Linked DNA regions of Dromaius novaehollandiae: region 1 is linked to region 2. Evidence: chromatin contacts called from public Hi-C data. All regions are on one chromosome and are shown on one strand. Each heading gives the region's core, a stretch centred on a gene start, on an enhancer-like site or on the middle of the called end of the contact. The rest is flanking DNA. Distances are from core to core; before and after follow the strand shown. Region 1 holds the start of ANXA4 (annexin A4). Region 2 holds the start of ANTXR1 (ANTXR cell adhesion molecule 1).

What was found. Hi-C and Micro-C count contacts between places; a contact is called where the count stands out from the background.
Region 1: a Hi-C map of brain shows a contact between it and region 2, with 8 times the contacts expected there. The contact joins the promoter of ANXA4 here to the promoter of ANTXR1 in region 2. A contact is called at or near these places in 2 of 4 Hi-C or Micro-C datasets (brain and ovary).

The regions. Positions count from the first base shown.
Region 1 is chr26:4,286,553-4,290,281 of bDroNov1.hap1, reverse strand. It overlaps ANXA4 (annexin A4), which reads right to left and starts at 1,739. Exons shown (of 19, transcript XM_026111494.2): 1 at 1,622-1,739; 2 at 1,001-1,097. It overlaps AAK1 (AP2 associated kinase 1), which reads left to right and starts at 2,026. Exons shown (of 18, transcript XM_064497658.1): 1 at 2,026-2,269; 2 at 2,391-2,698. The coding sequence starts at 2,536.
Region 2 is chr26:4,013,008-4,016,793 of bDroNov1.hap1, reverse strand. ANTXR1 (ANTXR cell adhesion molecule 1) reads right to left here and starts at 1,437. Exons shown (of 17, transcript XM_064497888.1): 1 at 907-1,437. The coding sequence starts at 1,058.

The DNA of each region.
Region 1 (3,729 bases), core at 490-2,989, 270 kb before region 2:
AACTATGTGTGAATGATGGCGGTCAACAAGGCCTTTGAAGTCTACAGAGCCAGCTTGTAGGGCCTTATTTACAAGAACCACTGAGAATAAGGATGATGGAAGAGGTGTAGAGTTAACTGTACTGGAGAGGCTCAGTGGCTCAGCACAAAAGCAACTGTACAGCGATGCTTACATTAGTAAAGCAGTTTTAGATCTGTGTATAAAACATATGCTAAATATTATCACCAACAATTTTATTTGCTTATACTGGGAGCCACTTTCACAATTATATGTATCTTAAAAGTCTCCAAATATTGGCAAAAGCAATTAGATCCATTTACAACACGCTGATCCTGTCTTCTTGGCACTGTTGAAAGCCTCTGCCCAAAAGCTAGCCCATTCACGCAAGGTAGCGATGCAGGAAAAAGAACGGTGCAAAGCTCGTAATCTCTTTCGCTTGCATGTTGTTTCCCAACATATTCTCCAGGGTGTTTTAGCTACTCAGTTGTTTTCATCACAGTTCTCTTTCTTAAAACAAAATTCAGGGTAAACATTTTTGCCAGCCCACAAAAGCCAGGGCCTGCCTGGCCCATACACTTGGGACTGGGGCTTGTCAGCACGATGGCTGCAGTTATTACCATCATACAGGAAATAATAGTCATTAGGAAAATGCAAATGCATTCTGGTTTCCTCTTTTGCCGCACCTTCTGCCCCAGCCAGAGCTGAGGAATGAGAGCACGGCTTTTGCAGGGGCACTCCTCTCGCGGCCACAGACTCTGCAGGTTTTTGTGTTCCAGGTTGCAGGCTAGGAAAACCAATTCTTGCTGGTTTAACATTCCCCTTTGCCACTCAAAACCCTGGCTCTGGCCCTCCCAGTTAACACGTGCGGAAAGCAGAGATGGCTGCTGCAGAAACGCCTGGAAAATCTAAAGCTCTCCTGAGTCCTGAGAACTAAGAAAAAGGCCAAAAAGAACCCAAAGTGCATTTAAAGAAAAATTCACAAGATTAAAGCTAAACTCACCATGCTTTGAAGTCTGACACGTGGTTTTGGGATTCCTTGGATTAGCTGCACCGCTGCTTATGAACGTCTCACTGCAAGCTTGCAAACTAGATGGGTCCTGGAGCGGGGAGGAGGGAAAAGACAGAATTTAACAGTAAATCCGAGGTTCAGTCCTAGAGTACATACGCTAAAGCCAGCGAGTGCTCTGGGCACGTGGAGAGCATTATTGCACGCGTCATGTCCCGAAAGGTACTGAGCACCCACAAATCATACTTCATGGGTCTATAAAACCCCCAAATTGCTTTGAAACAGGAAACTAAATAAACTTCTAACTTTGGCAAATGCATTTAGAAACAGCACTGAGCCAGGCTTCACAAAAAAACCCCGGTAGATTTAAAACACTAGAGTTTTGAGATTTTGGGGTATGGCTGAGTGCCTGAGCACCTCTCTGCCCCCCGAGCAGGTACATTTTGGGGGTAGGGAGTTATTTTCTTTAGCGTGTAATTAAAAAAAATAAAAATTGAGATTGTCAATCAGCTGCAAGCAGGGCCTGCGTGAAGACAAGCCTTAGGCTACCTGACACGATGCCACGGTGGAGAGTTTTTATTATTACAACAGGAAAACGCCAAGGCCTAAGCGTACCCTGGAGAAAATAAAGGCGTATGAAGGCACTTGAGGGCCGCTCGCCACAGCGCGGGCCGCGGCCCTCCCTGACAGGACGCGCTCTCCTCGGCGGAGGGGACCCCATCCCCCCCCCCCATCCCCTCACGGCCCCGCATAACGGCGCTGCCCGCGCCGCGCTGCCTGACGGGAGTTGTAGTCCGCCGCTCGGGGGGGTGGGGGCGGCGCGGCGCCCGTCGGAACTACCGCTCCCAGGATGCCGCGCGGCGCGGGCGGCCGCCGCCATTACGCCCCCCCACTCCCCTCAGCAGGGCTCCTGGCCCCTGCGCGGCGCTGAGGCGGCCGGGGGCGGCGGGAGCGAGGCGGGAGCGGGGCGGCGGCGGGGCCGAGGAGCGGCGAGCGGAGGCCGGCGGCGAGGCGGGGGCGGCGCTGCGGCCGGGACTTCCTGTGACGGCCCATTTCCTGGTCGGATGGGGCCGGCGGGGGGCGGCGGCGGCGGCCTCGGTGCCTGACGGGCTCGGTGGCCGCCGGGAGCTCCGCCGCGCCGCGTCCGCGCAGCGATGCGGGCCCCGGGCCCTGCCGGCAGGCGGCCCCCGCCGTGACCCGCGGCGCCCGGCGCTGGGGCGGGCCGGCTCGGGCTGCATGGAGGCACCCGCCGCCCGCGCGCAGGTACCGGGCGGCCCGGCCGGGGCGCCGCGAGGGGGCTGCGGCGGCGGCGTGAGGGGGCGGCGGGGCCGGGGCTGGGGCCGGGGCACCGGCGCGGCGCTAACCGCCTCCCCCGCTGTTGCAGGTGTGAATCCCCGCGGAGACCGCGGCTCGCTCCCTCCCGCCCGGCGCCGCCGTCCCTCCCCTCGCAGGAGCCCGGCGGCGGCAGCGGGACCCCGGCGGCGGCGGCGGCGGCGGCATCGCCCCCGCGGCGGCGGCGGCCCTGAGCCATGAAGAAGTTTTTCGACTCGCGGCGGGAGCAGGGCGGCTCGGGCCCGGGCTCGGGCGCCAGCGGCGGCGGCGGCGGCAGCGGCGGCCCCGGCAGCGGCTACATCGGGCGGGTGTTCAGCATCGGCCGCTGCCAGGTGACGGTGGACGAGGTGCTGGCCGAAGGTGAGGCGCCCGGGCCTGCCGCGGCCGCCGCCCCCGGGCCTCCCCTCTCTCCCCCTCGCGTTTCGTTGCCCTTGAGGGACCCGCACCCCTGCGGCTTCCCCGCTCCCGGGTTGCCCAGCGCGGCTTTGCCTTATCCCTCGTGTTTTCACCTCTGTGGGAATCGCAGGCGTTTCTGAAGTTCGTGCTTTTCCCGCCTCGCAGCTTGCGTGCATATATTTTTTAATGAAGACAAAATTATTGTATGTTCCAGTGGAGAATAACCTACCTGTAAACAAAGAAAGCAGCAGTCTCCTAACTTTCTCCAGCCGGGTCCCTCCTTCCCTAGCTCGGGGAGAGGGGAAGGAAACGCTGGAGTAGATTCCTTGTGGGTTTATCATGCACTTGCATAGGCTGAGTAGAGCCAGCTCTTACCTGAGATGGGGGGTTGCTGTTTGTGTGAGGTTTCTGCAAGGAAAATGGTAAACCTAATTGTTTTTTCTTCCAAAAAAAAAAAAAACCCACCACACTGTAGGAAGAAAAAATGAACAGTAGGGGTTATAGAGCTCCCTAGGTGTACAGTCCTTGCAGTGCAGAAAGCTGGTGGTATTTTTTTTTTTTAAACTGTAACCAACACTGCTGCTTTAACTATCATTTTACATTTCATTTGTTTGGGCCCTAGGGTATCTTGTGAGTGTGTCTGGATGGTAACCTTAGCCTCAACCTTCAGAGAGATGTTCGTCTCTTTAGACCTACTCCCAGGCCAAATCCTGCACAGCATCTTTTGTAATTTTGGTGAAAAGTGTTTGCTTTTGATCTTGTAATTGCAAAGGAGAGGGTAGCTAGCGTATGAGAGCTGAGTGGGAGGATGGGTATTTTCTTTTACAGAAAGAACCCTAAAATGTGAGACCTAAAAGGGCCCCTGTGTGTGTGTGTACATGTTTGTGAAAATCATCTCAGTGTGAAAGAATATAGAATCGTGAGCGTTTTTCTCAGAGGTGGTTTTCTGATGCGTAGGTTCTGCTCAACACCAGGCTGAGAGGAGCACCAGAAAC
Region 2 (3,786 bases), core at 188-2,687:
AAAATAGCTATTTTAAATTAAGGAAACTGGGACAGGCATTTTAACGAGTACTTATTACACTTTTAACTAAGTTATTTTATTGCTTCAATATGAAGCTCTCCAAAACTCAGCACATCTCTGTCTCATATTGTTCAGAGGACAATCTGAAGGCCTTTAAAGAGACATAGTTACCAGTGCCAAGATGATGACACTATCAGAATAGTGATGAACAAAATGAGTAGGAAGTTATCTCCAGTGTAAACAGTTAAGCAGTCAAAATACGCATTTAATTAACTGGAAACAAAGAAAACATGACTCAGAGTAGGGAAAATAAAACACACTTTAAATAAAGCACTCCTGCTATCTTCCATCACAATGACAAAAAAACCAGGCTCCTTCAAACTGACTAGCCACCTTAGGAGACCTGTCTTTATCTGTAAGCTGCTTGCACTAGAACATTTAGAGCTAACAGAAAAACGATACAGTAGTAGTTCTCCAGGCAGGCTCGTATTTCCTCCGAGTTTCCAGCTACAAAATTAGTGCCTGCAATAGTAACTCTCCAAACCTTGCTTTTCTGAGTTCCTCACCCTTCACAGTTCATAGGGATATCAAAGGTGTGCGCTGCTCTTCTCCCAACAACTGTCTTAAACTACAGGATGAAGTACACATTAGAACATCCATACCAGCCACAGCAAAGTAAATAGCTTGATTTACAGAACACAATGGGATTATATACTAGACTCACTAAAGAAGCTACCACAACAAAAATAAAACCAGAACAGTAAGGACTTTTGCAGGTCCCTTGGGGACGCAGCAACTTCTACAAAACCAGAATCCAAAGAAAATCTCCTCAGTGTCAGTGCATGCCATTCCAGTTCATGCCTTGGAAAGATTTCTCTGAAAAAGAACAAAGTAGAACTGACTTACTTGTCTAGAATGAAATACAAATCAAATCCTCCATAACAGGCAGGACCACCGTTCTCTCTCTTTCCACCTTGTCCATCACAGGCTAGCAAAAGTGTTGCTAAAAAGAAACATTTGAAGCCAAATCTCCAGATTCTTTCCTTTGCAATGGCCATTATATCCAGAAAGAAGGAAAAAACTCTTCTTCCAAGGCTCCTTTATTTCACAGACTTCCCCACAAAAGCCATTCAATGACCTTTAAATATATACATATATATTTTACTCCTTAAAACTCCACTTGCAACAGTTGTCCTCAGAAATTGCAAGACTTTCCCCCTGTTTCCCTTGCACTTCTGTTTCTTGGTTTCAGATTTCAAGATGCACAATACTGTATTCCACCTTTTTTTTTTTTTTTAAAGGGACTTGACCCTGTCTCACTTGCAGCTCTCTGAAAGCAGCACCATTGTTTTGCAACAGAATGAGCAGCCTCCTAACAAATCTTACTTTGTCCCAGACTTAAGAAAATATGGGGGAGGGCTTGGATTTCTTTTTTTCTCCTTAGTTATTATTGTTATTATTAAGGATGGTAGGTTTTATTTTTCCTTGAGGGAAAAAAAAGCTCAGCGAATGCCACCTTGTGGTGAAAACTCGGGCTGACTGAAGTGTCTTCAAAGACATTAATTACATCGTTTGTGCTCTGAGCATACTAAGCATGTACTACAGCAGCTTCGGGCACAAACAGAGAAGCAGCTAGCTTACGGGAGCTACACAGCATTACGCAGACACAGCTTTGTTTCCCACACAGACCATTACCTGATCTTTAGGCTTAGAGACCAATATAAACCTGGAGTAGCTTAGCAGTATGTACTGAAGCTAGTCTACATCCCAGCAAAAACAAGCCATGCCACATTTACCCCCTCCTATTTTCCTCATCCTGAGGAAACACTAAAGCATTTTTACCAAGCATTGCCAGCGTTGACAAGGCAGGCTTCTCCCTCTAACTATCCTTAGAGGGCTCACTTCAGCCAAAGTCTAAACCCTCCCTCTTCCCCAAGAGCTAGCCAGGAAACTTTGCTTCAACCTCACTCACATCTGCTGCCTCCCTCTACAAGCAGCAGCACAGGCACCAAAACCCACCAGTGCAAAAAAGCTAGCTTAAAAAAAGAAAACACTTCCAAGACAGAGGAGCCCACATGCTAAAGACCCTATCAGCCCCCAGGACAGGCAGCAACTAAATCAGAGGTGCAAAGGACAAGGCTTCCCCCTCTTCACTCCCAAATCCTCTCAGGCTGCAGCAACACAGCTGGTCTCTGAGTGCTAACTGCCGATTAGCTGAGCAGCTTCAGGTGTTGGCATTAAGCACCACAGCACCTGGGCAGATTTCGGACAGGGGAGTGCACTGGAGCCAGTCTTTCAAGCTGTTCTTTGTTGCTTAAAGAGTTAAATTTGTCTTTTAAAAAATTCTTAGCAAAAGTTGACAATCTGAGGAAAAAACAGGAAAAGCAGCAGATTAGGTTTCATGGGAAAATGACAAACAGCATGACAGACTTTTGACAGAAGTGGAAACACCTGGAATACAAGTGAGTCAGGCACCTTGCTGCATCGATGATTAAAACTTTGGGAGTATTCTCTCTCCCCACACCCAGTTATGCGCATCAAGTACACCAGCTCCATCACCTCTGGTGTGAACACTAAGGAGACATGGGCAAATGCCAGGTACCTCCCTGGTCCTACTGTCAAATGCTGACCAGAGCTGACAGAAATAGAGATCCCTTGGAAGTCAAAGCATCTCAAGGGTTAGTCAGGGGCAGAACCAGGTGTTTTGCAGATGGATATTTTCAGCATCCACACCTAAATTCAAGAAGTTGGGAGTGTGCATGCGAGTTTCGCTTCCTCTCTGAGTATGAAGGAAGAATAGTAACAAGGCTTGTTGTTGTGTAGGTAAAGATCTATGTGAGGTTATGAGATTTCCTATCGCAGGCAGGAACGAGACCCTGGGAAATGTTTGAGCGCCTTTTACTGAGGCAGCTGCAAGGCTGCCCAAGCTGGGGGTTTGCACCTGCACCAACCCTGGGTGGGCAAAATGTAAGGGGAGGAGCTTCTTTTTGGGTAGTGCTGAAAAAGAGGTGGAGGAGGTGCTTGCTGGTTTGTATCTCTACCTGTTTAGGCTCTGTGTAGTGATGCTGCTAGAGGGTACAATAGTGTAGAGCTATGGTTCCTGCAGCCAGAAGGCATATGCTAGCTAAGCAGAAAAGGTTTGGGATTTTAAAGTCTTATGTGGATGATCTTGAGTAGGCATAAATGTCTATGGCTGTTGGGCTTGTACTGCAAAAATTGTTGTAATATGCATAAAGAGCTTAATGCATGTGTTTACGTACTGTATTGTGCTAAGGAAGGGATGAGATTAATTCATGATTTTTGGTCTTTTAAAGAAAGTGAGCTGAGTGTAGGACACAAAAATGTCTCTAAATAGGAAGGGTGTAAGAAAAATTCTCTCTCTGGGGACTACTGTGCTGTTTTTGAGCAACTTTAGAAAAGTATTTAGGGCTTGATTCTGATCTGAGCTACAGTCAGGGCAGTGTTATTGCAGTCAGAAAAAGTATCTTGTTTTCACCAGCTTATGATCTCTGTCTGTCTAAAGATTAAAAGCAGACCAAGAGCCTTTTTCATCTGACCTGCCCTGAGATGAACAAATATGGAGAATTAAAAAAAAAAAAAAATTACTGTACTTGGGGAAATAACTTTGGCCAGAAGCTAGCGGGGGGATGGAAGAGGAGATCAGATTCCCTGTGTAGCTGTGGATTCAGGCTGACAGAAGGCCCAGTAAAGCTTGGGAAAAAGCCAATGAATGAGGCATCAGAGGAAGCTTAGAGCATTCTGAGACGGAGGGAGCTGCTGACAAAA